Linked DNA regions of Hordeum vulgare: region 1 is linked to region 2. The links are chromatin contacts, called in public Hi-C maps. All regions are on one chromosome and are shown on one strand. Each heading gives the region's core, a stretch centred on a gene start, on an enhancer-like site or on the middle of the called end of the contact. The rest is flanking DNA. Distances are from core to core; before and after follow the strand shown. Region 1 holds the start of LOC123409324. Region 2 has its middle 180 kb from the start of LOC123409324.

Region 1 (7,206 bases), core at 37-2,536, 180 kb before region 2:
AGAGGCTAAAGTTCCAAGCACCCCTGACTAAAGAGAGACTAAAACTAGTCTTGAGGCTAAAATCTTTTAGTCAGGGGTACCCCTACTAAAATGTGCATTAGTCCTCTCTCTCCTCATTTAACTCCTCAGGCAAGTTCTGAATTGGAGGGTTTGGAAGATAATAAATGCTCATTAACTTGATTTTAGTCTCTTTAGTATTTGGATCCAAGCATGGGTGAGGCTAGCAAGTTTTAGTCTCACTACTTTTAGTCATGGGACTAAAACGTATCCAAGCACCCTCTTAGTATTTTAATTCCTTGAACAATGCCGAGCGCAAGCTGGCCATGAAGAGTCAGAGGTGTGGCCTAGCATAACGAACAAACAGCAGGTGATTGACTGAGCTGAATGGGTGGATACTGATCTTTTCTATTGGCAGATCATCGAGCATAGGGCTATACTGAGCCTTCTTCTTTCAGTAACAAACCGTGTTGTCGGGTAAAATCCTAAAGGAACAAAGATAATTTGGCACCATCCTTCCTACTCCAAACAGATCATCAGGTGCTTGAACAAACTCAACCGAACATGCCGCATCATACTCTGATTTGACCGAAAAGCACTGAACAATACAACTCAAAGGGCATCACCACACGCTTGCCCTCCAATTTGACAAATCGCAGTAACTAGTAGAGTAGTTCTTGTTTTGCAGTAAGTGGTGGTTGAGCCGCAACTGACTCCGCCGAATCCCATGTTTACCAACTTAGCATGCCCGACGGCACAGGCAATGCCCCGCATTACTTACGGATTCCATTCCGTCACTGGTCCATTCCGCGCCGGCGCCACGCCGCCGCCGGGCGAAACAGATTTGTAGCCTAGCTACGAGCACGAGATGTTGGATCAAATTCGTGAACCGACACTGGGCGCAAAAAACACGCGGTCGAGGGGGACGGCGCACGCACCTGCCGAGGATGCCGTGGACCATGACGAGGAGGTGTTCCGGGGCATGGGAGGAGACGGCGTCGCTCCAGACGTCGACGCCGCCGGACGGGGACTCCTCCGCCCTCAGTCCTCCTTCCTCTTCGACTGAGCCTGAGGCGGCCGCCATGATGGCAGTCTCCTCGGCTGGGTGCGCGAGGAGGCGACGGGCGATGGGCCGGCGGAACGGAAAGGTATGGGGGTTGCGACGGACCGCGTACCGCGTGGAGGGGAAGTGGGGCCCAGCAAGCGAACGAGGAAGAGAGAGAGGGGGGAATGCGTGGAGGTTGTGGATCCCCGTGAGCGTGAGCTCTGCCCATTTTACCGACGTGCCTATCAGGTCTCGTGCTCGGCTAGGCTAGCATCCCTCCGATCGACCATGGATGTCGGCACATGATCCGGGAGGGCATCCAGCATAAGAGCAAGTAGTATAGCCAATTGCTCGCTATAAACCATTGACATGTCATCTATAGCTTACTCATGTATAATAGTTCATTGCAAAAGTGTACTACTTCTTTATTATATGGTTCACCTTTTATATTCACAAAATGCCTAGGAGCACGTGGTAGAGCTGGCTCTTAGCTAAGAGCCCGCTTACCTTCTCTCTCCTCTTCTCTTTTCTCTAACTAAACAAAAATATATTACTTTATTCCTTATAGCCAGCTGACTCAGCTCTATTGTACTTGCTCTAAGTCGACTGGGTAGACTACCGTGGGTGGGGTCGATGCCGTACCTCAAATCACGTGTTGATACATAGTTGTTCGGACGTAATTTGTCGAAAAATGTTTAGATTCAATCGACTGATTTCTTAAAGAAATATGTTGGATCGCTCGCGCGATACGTTGGCCGGTGGTCCCGGGACCCCTACCCTGTTGTTATCATCTTATCCCTCCACTCGGCCCTTCTTCTAGATCGAGCCAACCCCTTTCCCCCTTTCATTCGCACACTCCCATCAAGATGTGACGCGGCCGTCGGACCCCGTCATCTCCCTTTCCCTTCCCCGCTCTCGTCAAGATGTGGCGCGGCCACGGACCAGGTCGTTTGCCTTTCGCCTCCCCGCAGCCCGGCCTCCCCTTTTTCTCCGTTGAATCGAGTGTCGTCGTCGTCGCTGCCGAGACAGTGCATCGCAACACAATATCCATAGTTGGAATCGAGGGGCGATTGGCGATGAAGCTCAATAGAGCATCCATGGGCTGCTCATCGGCGACGGTGCTGCAATGCAGCATCCATGGCCTGCTCGACGAAGACGGTGCTGCAACAATGGTGCTTCAATGGAGCATCGCCGGGGCACCGGTGTTGCGGTGAAGCATCATCGGGAGCTGTCGGTGCTTCAATGGAGCATCGCCGGGGGGTTGCCGGTGTTGCGATGAAGCATTCCTGAGCCATTGGTGTTTCAGTGGAGCCACGCCGCGCCCTCAGGGTGCTTCAAGGAGCATCATCGGGCTGCTAGGGATGTTGTGAAAGGAGGAAGATGCAGGCGTTGCATTCCTGTGAGCATGAGATCGAGCGGCTACACGCAATAGATCGAACGGCTAGTCGAGCGGTTGATCTTTTCCTAAGACCAGCCTACTAATTTGTAGCAGCCGCCTAATTTGTCATGCAACATCTCGCATCGGTTTGCACACATGTTTGCTTGTCCTTTTTTATACGTAACTAGAGCAACTCCAACGCGCAGACCCGAACGGACGCCGCTTTTATCCGTTTTTTGTCCGTTTGGGTCGGTCGCCCATTCGACGTCCATCCTATTTAAGATTTGGATCGGCAATGCGTACAACGCCCGCAACCTATTTATGTCCGCGCACACATTTGCAAAGGGTCGTCGTCCAAAGTTCATGACGACATCATGCCAGCAGCCAGCATACAATGCCAGCTTTAGAAAACATCACACAGTTCATCCTGACACACTTGCCAGCGGCCGACACACATGCGAGCACAAAAAAAGGGGCGGGAGTTCGACCATGCCATCACTGTCGTGGTCATGCCAGCACACTTGCCGGCATACAAAAAGGATGGCGCTCTCCGTCATAGATATCACTCATTGGACACTTCTTGCATTCGTGAAACTCACTATGGACAAGAATCCAAAAGGTTGATGCCTTTTGTTCGGCGCCGACCTTGGGGTCGTGCTCAATGTCCCACCAACACTCACAAAGAAGCTTGTCCTCGACCGTTGTGTATCCCTTCGTTCGCCTACTCTTTCGCTTGGGCTGCACCCCGTCGGCTTGGTTCGCGAGCTCGTCCTTGAACAAAGGCTCCCCGTCGATATCCACCTCATCCTCTTCCTCGAGGTCATAGTCATCCAGAAAACACGTGGTCGAGCGGGAAGCCATCCAGGTCGAGACCGACCTGATCTTGCATGAAGGTGGGATGCATGCCAGCTTGGTCATAGGCTGACGGCGTGAACGGCATGCCTCGCCCGTCCTGGCTTTGGATCTCTTTGGGATTGTAGCCAGCCGCAGCCGCGGCAGCACCACCTTCGGCCGCTGCAGCACCCTCAAAGATGATGATCCGCATGAAGCGGTTGGCCCTCTCGTCGTGGACGGCTGTTGGCATTCTGTCGAACAGGTTGCGGGCTATGGAGAGCATGTCGGCTCACATCTCACGCACGTGTTTCCTCGGCCCATCGGATGACGAGCCACCGGCAACCGTATGGCGCTAAGGTCGATGGGCGCGGGTGTGGATGGCGCCAACACGCTCACCTCCGGCGAGCATTCCCCGGAGAGGCGGGAGGCTTGCTGGTGATGTGGAAGCCGGGGATCAACTGAGTCGCCGATGCATGGGGGCGACTCTAGCAATGCCATCCTAGAGAATGCAGACGAGTCTATGCTATCCAGGGTTTTACCCTAGGTACAATAGTGCCTCCCTTGTTGCCTCCGCAATGCGTGCAGCAGTTGCAGCGTTATCCTCCCGCTGCTACGACAGTTATGGCCACGGCGGCCACTGCTTCGTCCCTTGCGTCCGCCGCGTTCCTCCTGTGACGCCCTCAATTTGATCGTACGCTAATCATACACGCAAATGCATACGACCAAGCTCAAGGACTCATGTGAAGATATCACAACACAAGTCTAGACACAAATAAAACATACAAGCTTCATATTACAAGCCAGGGGCCTCGAGGGCTAGAATACAGAAGCTTGATAAACACACAAGTCAGCGGAAGCAACAAAAATCTGAGTAGACGTATAACATGAGGTGCCTTAAAGAAGGCTCGCACAAAAGATACAACGATCGAATGAGGCGAGGCCTCCTGCCTGGGAGCCTCCTAACTACTCTTGGTCTTCAACGACCTGCACGTAGTAGTAGGCACCATGGGGGTAGCAGTCGTCGGCGGCGGGATACACCATCTCCTGGGCTCCATCATCTGGTCGCAACAACAGATCAAGGGGAAAAGGAGGGAGCAAAGCAACAATGAGTACTCATCCAAAGTACTCGCAACACTGACATCAGAACTATGCTAAGTGTGCATCAGTATCAAAGGAAGGGGGTTATATGTGAACTGACTGCAGCAATGCGAGAATAGAGAGAGAAGGCCTAGTCCTATCGAAGACTATCATCGTCAGGGGTCTTGCAGCAATAGACAAGAGTAGAACAGGTAACATAAATAATAGTCATATTGTTGCAGCAATATTAATTAAAGTCACGCCCAGAGATTCTTCCTCGACTCCCTGAGAGGAAGCAATCCCGGAGCAAACATTCCAGTCAAGTAACAGTTGTAGTTGTATAAGATCAGGGCACAACTCCAAGTCGTCCTGTAACCGTGGACACGGCTATTCGAATGGATAAGTTTTCATCCCTGCAGGGGTGCACCACATATTCCCTGTCACGCTCGACAATATTTGGCCGGACACACTTTCCTGAGTCATTCCCGGCCTCGGAACATTGACACGTCGCAGCCCCACCTAGACTCAACAAAGAGGCCAGCCCGTCGGTCTAAATCCTAAGCACGCACGGGTCATGGGCCCATCACCCTTTGCACTCATGCACGATGCGAGGGCGACTGATGTCAGTCCTGGCACCTCTTATACAAGAACGGTGATAATCCAGACCACCCGGGCCCGTGCCGCTCCATTGCTGACGTCTGAAGAGATTAAGCTGATACCATGACGTCGAGTACCCATAACTTCTCGCACGTAGACGGTTAATGCAAATAAGGTTTCCGACCAACCCAGATCAAATACCCAAATCCATTAACATTATAATTAAATCATCGACACATCCACGCGGGAATCCACCCGCCTAACATTTATTCATGAATGTTCCCAATAACATGGTCAAGTAACTGTGTGGTTGTAACATCAGGGGGATCCGAGGTATCACCCTCGTTGGACTCCGAACGATGTAACCGTCAAGGTGGATGCTACTGCAACAAAAGACCTTCCAACTGCGCCAGAAACGTGCTGACGGGAGACTGTTCTTGTCTTGATACTCCTCAGCAACGGCACCAGGAATCCTTCTGCTATGGCTATGCCTTAAGGGACTTCCTAGCAGATATGCAAAGGATCTCCCCCGTGGCCTTGGAGCCTTGCGTTGGTGTTTCCTCGAAGCGGAAAGGGTGATGTAGCGCAGCGGTGGTAAGTATTTCCCTCAGTTTGAGAACCAAGGTATCGATCCAGTGAAGGAGTATCTCAAGTGCCTGTACAAACACAAAAAGCTTGCTCCCAACGCTATGAAGGGGTTGTCAATCCCTTATAGATTGTTTGCCAAGTGAGAACTGAAAGCAACAAAGTAAAAAAGCGAAGTAAAAGCGAAAGTGGAAATGATAGGTGTGAATAGACCCGGGGGCCGTAGTGTTTACTAGTGGCTTCTCTCATGAAAGCAAGTAGACGGTGGGTGAACAAATTACTGTCGAGCAATTGATAGAACCGCGCAAAGCCGTGACGTCATCTATGGCAATGATTATATCTATAGGCATCACGTCCAAAACAAGTAGACCGATACTTTCTGCACATACTACTATTACTCCACACGTTTACCGTTATCCAGCATGCATCTAGTGTATTAAGTCCAAAAGAACAGCGTAACGCCTTAAGCAAGATGACATGATGTAGATGGACAATCTCATATCTACGACAAAGCCCACCTTGTTACCCTTGATGGCAACTACACGATGTGTGCCTTGCTACCCCTACTGTCACTAGGAAAGGTCACCACACGGTAAGAACCCAAAACGAAGCACTTATCCCATTGCAAGAATCATAGACCTAGTTGGCCAAACAAAACCCAAGACTCGGAGAGACTTACAAGGATATCAAATCATGCATATAAGAAATCAGCAAAGACTCAAATATATATCATAGATAATCTGATCACAAATCCACAATTCATCGGATCTCGACAAACACACCACCAAAGAGGATTGCATCGGATAGATCTCCATGAAGATTATGGAGAACTTTGTATTGAAGATCCAAGAGAGAGAAGAAGCCATCTAGCTACTAACTACGGACCCGTAGGTCTGAAGTGAACTACTCACGAGTCATTGGAGGGGCGATGATGTTGATGTAGAAGCCCTCCAACTCCAAAGTCCCCTCCGGCAGGGCACCGGGAAGGGTCTCGAGATGAGATCTTGCGGAAACGGAAGCTTGCGGCGCCGGAAAAGTGTTTTCGTGGATTCCTTGATTTTTTATGTATTTTAGGGAATATATAGGCGAAGGAGCTAGGTCAGGGGGCGCTAGGGAGGCCACAAGCCTGCTAGCCGCCGCCCCCCCTGGTGGCGGCTACAGGGCTTGTGGGCTGCATGTAGCTCTCCTGGCTTGGCCCACAAGCCCCCTGACCTTCTTCCGTTCGGGAAAAATTTGTTTCAGGGATTTTATTCCGTTTGGATTCTGTTCCAAAATCAGATCTGAAAAGAGCCAAAAACACAGAAAAAACAGGAACTGGCACTTGGCACTGAATTAATAAGTTAGTCCCGAAAAAAGATATAAAAGGTACATAAAACATCCAAAGATGACAAGATAACAACATGAAACCATCAAAAATTATAGATACGTTTGAGACGTATCAAGCATCCCCAAGCTTAACTCCTGCTCGCCCTCGAGTAGGGAAGTGATAAAGAATGAATTGTTGATGCTTTCATGCTACCTAGCATAGATGTCCTTTGTAACTCCTCTTATGTGACGTGAATGTTCAGAACCATTAGATTCAAAACAATAGTTTTCTATTGACGTGGAAACAATAATAATTCAAGCAAACTAGCAAGGTAATCATGAACTTTCAAAATAACAAGACCAAAATAAAGTTATCCCTACAAAAGCA
Region 2 (7,175 bases), core at 1,673-4,172:
ATCTCAGAGTTGAGGTTTTCCACTAAGGAATCCGAGGAGATCACGAGTTTTGTGATTGAGGTTTTCTATGCGGCTTGTGGTAATTTGTGATGGACTAGTTGGAGAACCCGTGCAGGGTTAGATATTTCAGAAAGCCATGCCCGCGATTATGTGGCAACGTGGAAACTTTGTTTATCATCCGGTTCTAGACAACCTGAAGTAAACTTAATTAAAACTTACCAACTGAGTGCGTAACCGTGATTGTCTCTTTCGTGAGATCCTTCTTCGATCGAGGACCCAGTGGGGTTATGTTTGACATAAGTAGGTGTTCAGGATCATTCATTTGATCATGAGTAGCTCACGTACGCTATGCGTAGATCTTCCCCCTCTTTTGTTCTTGCACTCGTAAGTTAGGCATCTCAAATAAATGTTTAGTCTGGTGCTGCAGCCTCACCACTTAACCATACCTCACCCATTAAGCTTTGCTACTCTTGATACCTTTGGAAATGAGATTGCTGAGTCCATGTGGCTCACAGATTACTACAACACCAATTGCAGGTATAGGTAAAGTGATACTTTGACGTGAGCGTGATGATTGTGCTTTTGTAGTTCTTCTTCTTCTTCTTCTTCGATCTAGGAAGGGTTCTGGCAGGCAGCCTGGGATAGCAGGATGGATGTCGTTCTTTTATCGTTTGTTTTCGTCCGTAGTCAGACCCTCCTCTTCTTCATGATGACTGATTATGTTGTTGCATTGATGTGACTCTGATGTAGCTTGTGGCGAGTGTAAGCCAACTCCTTATACTCATCTTTTCAGTACATGTACTTGTAACGATGTCCATTCTTGCGAAACGACGAGATGCATTTCTATCCCTGTCGAGGCACTCGCGCCAAAATAAGGATATGACCGCATCTTGGGCATTACAGCTCATCATTAAGCGCAAAATGAGGTTACCATTTTTCGTTAAGCATTTTAATGTCTTCATAGCACTTGTGTTGCTTTACCTCGTGACTTGGTGTAAAGCTCTATCAAGGATATGAGTACATACCTTCGAATGATGTTCATGACGTGGCATGTAGGTGAACTTGTTGTAGATGCTCAATGTTGATGAAGACCATGTTGAGTTGGGAGCTATCCTTGTTATTTTGGTTCGGTTTTAACCTATATAGGTTAGTCATGCAAGGAAGAACATAATATACCCAAATGACAAGAGTGAATTTATTCATAAAATAGTTTTCAAGGATATGATTTTGTTATCTTCTTCCTCCATCTCCTAAGGAGGGGTTGTTGATACTTGGCCATGACAATATTTCTTTTGATGTGAGTAGATGGCAATCTTGTGAAGTGTGGTTCTTCCAAGTACCTACAAAAGGTTAGATGCAATACAAGGGAGCATAGTTTTCCAAGATATAACATATTGAAATATCAACTGCATCATAGAGTAATCAAGTAAGCTCATGCCCTTACATGCAGCTGAGTGAGTCTAGCTCAAGTTTGAAGCATCAATGATTTTCAACTCACTCCTCAAGTGACAAAACACTTTCTCATCAAGTGGATTGGTAAAGATATCGGCCAATTGTTTTTCGATATGAAGATGCTTGATATCAATATCTCCTTTACCAACATAATCAGGAATGAAACGATGTCTAACTTGAATATCTCTAGTTCAAGAATGTTGCACGGGATTATGGCCAATTTCAATAGCACTTTTGTATGAGCCCGGAAGCGACGCTCGAGAAGATTACCCTTTTATTTCATTGTCGCCATGTGATTTATTTGGTTGTTGCATTCATCATCGCATCATGCGTATCGTCCGTATTGCATCTGCAAAACGTTGTATCATATTTTTCAAAACTTGCATCCGTTGTTAGCTGTCGGTTCTCTCCGTTTTGTCGTTAACCGTTTCGACACCAACCGCACACGCACGCACCCACGACATAATTAAATAATTATTTTTAAAATTTCATCTAAAACATTCTCGGATTGGGTTGAAATTTGGTGCGCGGTCTTATTATAGTGTAGGTAGGCCGTCTGCCAAATTTCATTGCTATCGGAGTTCGTTTGATACTCGAACCGTTAAATATATAGCGACACTATAACTAGTCAAATTGTCAGACGTTTACAGTGTTTAAGAACTTTTCCATGGGCCACAACCTTCCCTCTCATCCCCACCAAGCCCATCTGCACATCCCACTAGACCCACCTAGCCCATCCCTCCGTTCGTGGCCTTTGGATCGCGATCGGACAGACGAGGTCCAACCCCCCGTAGACCATTCTCTATATTAACCCACCTTGTCGAGAGAGGCTCTAACTCCACTAGGGTTCTCCCTAAACAAATTTGCAGCCACCCCATCTAGCCCTCCAAACCTCTCTCCCCCGAAATCCTACCCCGCATAATTTGGACCATAGGATCCCATCAAATTGCCCAAAATCACCCAAAAACCCACCACGGACATTATCCGCGGCCAACCCGGACATGTCCGGGCGACCATAGCCGCCAGCCTCCCATGAGCGCTCGTCCCGCTGTGCACCGCTGTTGGCTGCGCTTGCAGCCATGGCCTCGCCCAGCTGCCAGGTCGCTGGCTCCCGCCATTCCGCCTGCGCCCGCGCAGCCAGACGAGCCGAGCCGCCGCCCATCACCCCGCCCCCACTTCCCTCATGGCCGCCCCGGGCTCCTCGTCGCGCCCAACTGCCCGTTGCCGCAGGTCTCCGTCGTCCCCAACCGCGGGCCAGCCAGATCCAGTGAGCCACAACCGGATCTTCCCATTCCCGTGCTCCACGACCTCGCCGAGCTGCCCTGCTGTCGCGCTGCCTTGCACCCGCCGCCATGGTTGCTTCCCTACAGCACACGCGGGGGAGACGACGCTCGCCTCGCCCCTACATGCGCTTATTTGGGTCGCGCCACCCAAGGCCAATGACGCCTCCCCTCGCATCGGCCTGTCTCGCCACCGAGCTCGGTCCAAGGCCCACTAGGTGAGCCAACTTCCCCTTGCTCGCGAGCTTGCTCCACTCCCTAAGGCCTGACCCAAAGTGAGTTCTGCCCGGCCACGTTATTCTGTGCCGCGTGCGCTGTATTGTTATATGACGCCCAGATCGTTTGCCGAGTAGTAGCAGATTTGGCCCGTTGACCTTTTTCATCTTTGCAAATTTGTCAATTAGCCAATGCATTTTTAATTACAAAAAAATGCATGATTGAAAACTCTACATCCGATTAGAATAATTTAGATATGTAAAATATGTAGAATTTTGTGTAGATTAATAATTTTCAACTTTCATGCATGTTTAAAATATTTAACTTGATGTTTTCATTTAATTTGCATAAATGACATGTTAAAACGATTGAATTCATAACTAATTAACCATAGCTCTGATTAAAATGATACACTTATGTAACTTGACTAGAAAAATATGTAGAATAACATGGTGGCATTTATTTTAATGTTTAACAACTCTAAAATTCTGTTAGAGGCAGAAAAATACAAAAAACTTAATTTGCATATGGGGACTTTACGGAATTGTTATTCGTTATTCCGGCCTTATTTAACTTGCCTAGAATTTCATATAGTTTTGGAATATCTTTTTGCATCCAAGAAAACATGCTTGTGGCTGTTATTTGCATACATTTTGGATTCATGACATATTATCTTGTGAGGATCATATCTTTTAGACCTTATCTTCGTTTTAAATGATATATATATGTAAATCAACTAGAATGAAGTTTAGAATCACATGGACCACTTTATTTTGATGTTTAATAGATATAAAACATCTTTAGTTCAGATCTGGACCAATTTCAAAATTAACATATGGGGTCATTCGAAAATGCTATATGTTGTTTCCGACCTCATTTGAAATGCCTAGATAGTGTAGTTTATTTATGGTTCACCTCTTGACATGTTTAACAACATTTAACACGGTCGTGTAGCTATACGAGAGTGAACTAAGTAATCAAAATGTGGAGTTTCATCAATATGCATCTTGTTGTATATTGAGCTTCACTGAATGTGTAGTATTTGATTGTTGTGAGTGTCATGCCTTGCATAACTAAACCGAACATGCATCATATGTGTTTTGCATCATGTCATGCATATGTTGTGGTGTTTATCATGTGTTGATTGATTGTTTTCAGCCTATTTCTTCTCGGTAGAGTTCCGAACCGCTTGGGAGTATGAGGATTCGTTCGAATGTCATGCATATGTTGTGGTGTTTATAATGTGTTGATTGTTTGTTTTCAGATTATTTCTTCTCGACAGAGTTCCAAACCGCTTTGGAGTGTGAGGATTCGTTGGACTACGTTGGTTCGTCTACTTCATGGATACATTCTTCTTCCAAGCGAGATCTCGGGCAAGATGATCTCGTCTATCATTGCTACGCTAGTTGTCTCGTTTCTATCGCTATGTCTCGTTGACGACCACCTATTATGTCAAGCCTCCCAACATTGCGATGAAAAGCCTCTATGTCACACCCAAGATGCGACCCTATCCTCAATTTGGCACGAAAGCCTCGTCAGGGATAGAAGCGCATCTCGTCGTGTCGCAAGTATGGATATAGTTACAAGTACATGTACTGAAAAGAAGATATATATATATATATATATATAATTGTCTTACACTCGTCACAAGCTACATCAGAGTCACAACAGTACATTACATAAACATCAAGAGTAAGAGCAGGGTCCGACTACGGACGAAAACAAACGACAAAAGAAGAACGACGTCCATCCTTGCTATCCCAGGCTGCCGGCCTGGAACCCATCCTAGATCGACGAAGAAGAAGAATAAGAAGCAACTCCAAATGAACAATCAACGCGCTCGCGTCAAGTAACCTTTACCTGTACCTGCAACTGGCGTTGTAGTAATCTGTGAGCCACAGGGGACTCAGCAATCTCATTTGCAAAGGTATCAAGACTAGCAAAGCTTAATAGGTGAGGTATGGTTAAGTGGTGAGGTTGCAGCAGCGGCTAAGCATATATTTGGTGGCTAACTTACGAGTACAAGAATAAGAGGGGGAAGATCTACGCATAACGGACGTGAACTACGAATGATCAAATGAATGATACTGAACACCTACCTACGTCAGACATAACCCCACCGTGTCCTCGATCGGAGAAGGAACTCATGAAAGAGACAGTCACGGTTACACACACAGTTGGCATATTTTAATTAAGTTGACTTCAAGTTATCTAGAACCAGTGTTAAACAAAGCATCCACGTTGCCACATAACCGCGGGCACGGCTTTCCGAAAGATTTAACCCTGCAGGGGTGCTCCAACTAGTCCATCACAAATTACCACAAGCCACATAGAAATCCTCAATCACGAAGCTCGGGATCTCGTTGGATTCCCTAGTGGAAAACCTGAACTCTGAGATTACCCAAAGCATCACCAGAATCCCCATGCACAAGATATCTCGTCAAAGTCCCTAGTGGAAAAGTAATTCAGCAAGGCCGCCCGATGTGTCGACGAACCCGATAGGAGCCGCGTATCTCGTTCTCAGGACACGACGGATGGAAAAGCCTACAGGTACCAAACCTCGAGTTGCCCCATGGTGGCCCCGCAGTCTGTCCTTTTGGGACCAACACCATCAGCACTCCCCCCTGTTTATGTAAAATTACTCCTCGGGTAGCGCTAACTCCCTATGCATTTCAGTGTTATCAAAATTATTATGTTGGGCAAATGTAGAACCAAAGTTGGGCCTTGCCAGACCAGCTTTAATCTAAAACGAATTATCAAGGGGGTTCCCATAACAACCCCAATCGTGTTAGGAGCTCTCGTTTATGGAACATAACACCGGTAGCCGAAACTAAGGGGGCAAAGGTGCAACAAAACACCAGGCTAGAAAGGCCGAGCCTTCCACCCTTTACCAAGTATATATGACAAGGAACCCATGTTTTTCACATGGAAGCTGCTGCACCTGCAACTAGCAACGCTAACACAGGGTTAAGCAAGCAGTAACATAGCCAATCAGTGGTTTGCTAGGTCGAACAGGTTGAAGGTTTTCATGGCATTGTTGAGAGGATGATATTTAACATGTGGTAGGCAACGAGACATAATCGATAGAAGCGATAAACGAGCATGGCAATGATAGTAATGGTATCTGGGGAAATAGTCATCTTGCCTGAGATCCTGCTTGGAAGTAGAATGACTCCGTGAAGCAGACGAACCGACGTAGTCGAACGAGTCCTCACATCCGACACGCTTGCGGAACTCTATCGAGACGGGGAAAACCGGAAACAAGCATCAACACACGAAATTCAACACGCGGTGCAAAACACATATGATGCATGAGCAGCTGAATACATGCAAGTCACGGCATGTCAATTCACACAAACAAACACTACACCTTAAGTGAAGTTCAATATGCAACAAGTTGCATATTGACGAAACTCCACGTTTATTTATTTAGTTCTATCCCGATTAGGCACACGACAATATTAAATGTGGTTAAACATGGCAAGAGGTGAAGCAGAAATTAAACTACCTATCTAGACATTTTAAACGAGGTCGGAAATGACATATAGCATCTCCGAGACGACCTCAGATGTTAATTTACAATTCTGTCCAGATCTGAATTAACACATTTAATTAGTTATTAAACAGCAAACCAAATAGGTTCACGGGATTCTACGCGTCAAGACAAGCAATCTACACATAGAGATCAACTCCAACGGAGCTACGGTTCAAAAGATACAAGCACCGCAAGATATGATGACATGAATGCAATATGTGCGCAACGACGTTCACGAGCACTTCAAAACATACAACCAACAAGAGAAAATTAAACTTCATGAGATTCTAAGAAGGTTTCATATAGGACACGACCAAATCGGAGCTACGTTTCAACATCTACGAGCAATACGAGAAATCACTACAATCTGCCAAAGTCAGCCACATAGCATTTTCTACACCCCACAACTACGAGCTAACAACTCCGATATGCTCAAACAAGGCATGACACGAAAGTGGGCAAGAACCACTACTACAAACAACTAACAACAACTAGCATGGCATCATGGATCACTAGGGAAAGAAGTCACAACATAGCATCTCACACACTATTTCAGACTTAGTGAAAATTGCACCTCATGAAAGTGCAGTTTTCGATCTGAAGCCATATTTACAGAAGCAAAACCAATAGCTACATGACTCCAAATGGCATGAAAATTCACAGCATGCTAGAGAAACACAAGGGCTACAACT

Evidence for each region. A called contact is a pair of places that touch in the nucleus more often than the background predicts.
Region 1: a contact with region 2 is called in a Hi-C map of seedling, with 4 times the contacts expected there. The contact joins the promoter of LOC123409324 here to the enhancer-like site in region 2. A contact is called at or near these places in 1 of 6 Hi-C or Micro-C datasets (seedling) and 1 of 1 datasets of contacts at active chromatin or transcription factors (embryo).

What each region holds. Positions count from the first base shown.
Region 1 is chr7H:398,290,480-398,297,685 of MorexV3_pseudomolecules_assembly, reverse strand. It overlaps LOC123409324, which reads right to left and starts at 1,286. Exons shown (of 11, transcript XM_045102258.1): 1 at 936-1,286; 2 at 779-852. The coding sequence starts at 1,271.
Region 2 is chr7H:398,113,203-398,120,377 of MorexV3_pseudomolecules_assembly, reverse strand. No RefSeq gene overlaps it. Among protein-coding and RNA genes, the nearest start is that of LOC123409324, 180 kb to the left of the region's middle. Within about 2 kb of position 2,922, at least 3 of the 3 cell types and tissues checked have open chromatin away from gene starts, as enhancers often do. A contact at or near this core is called in seedling, where this site is marked.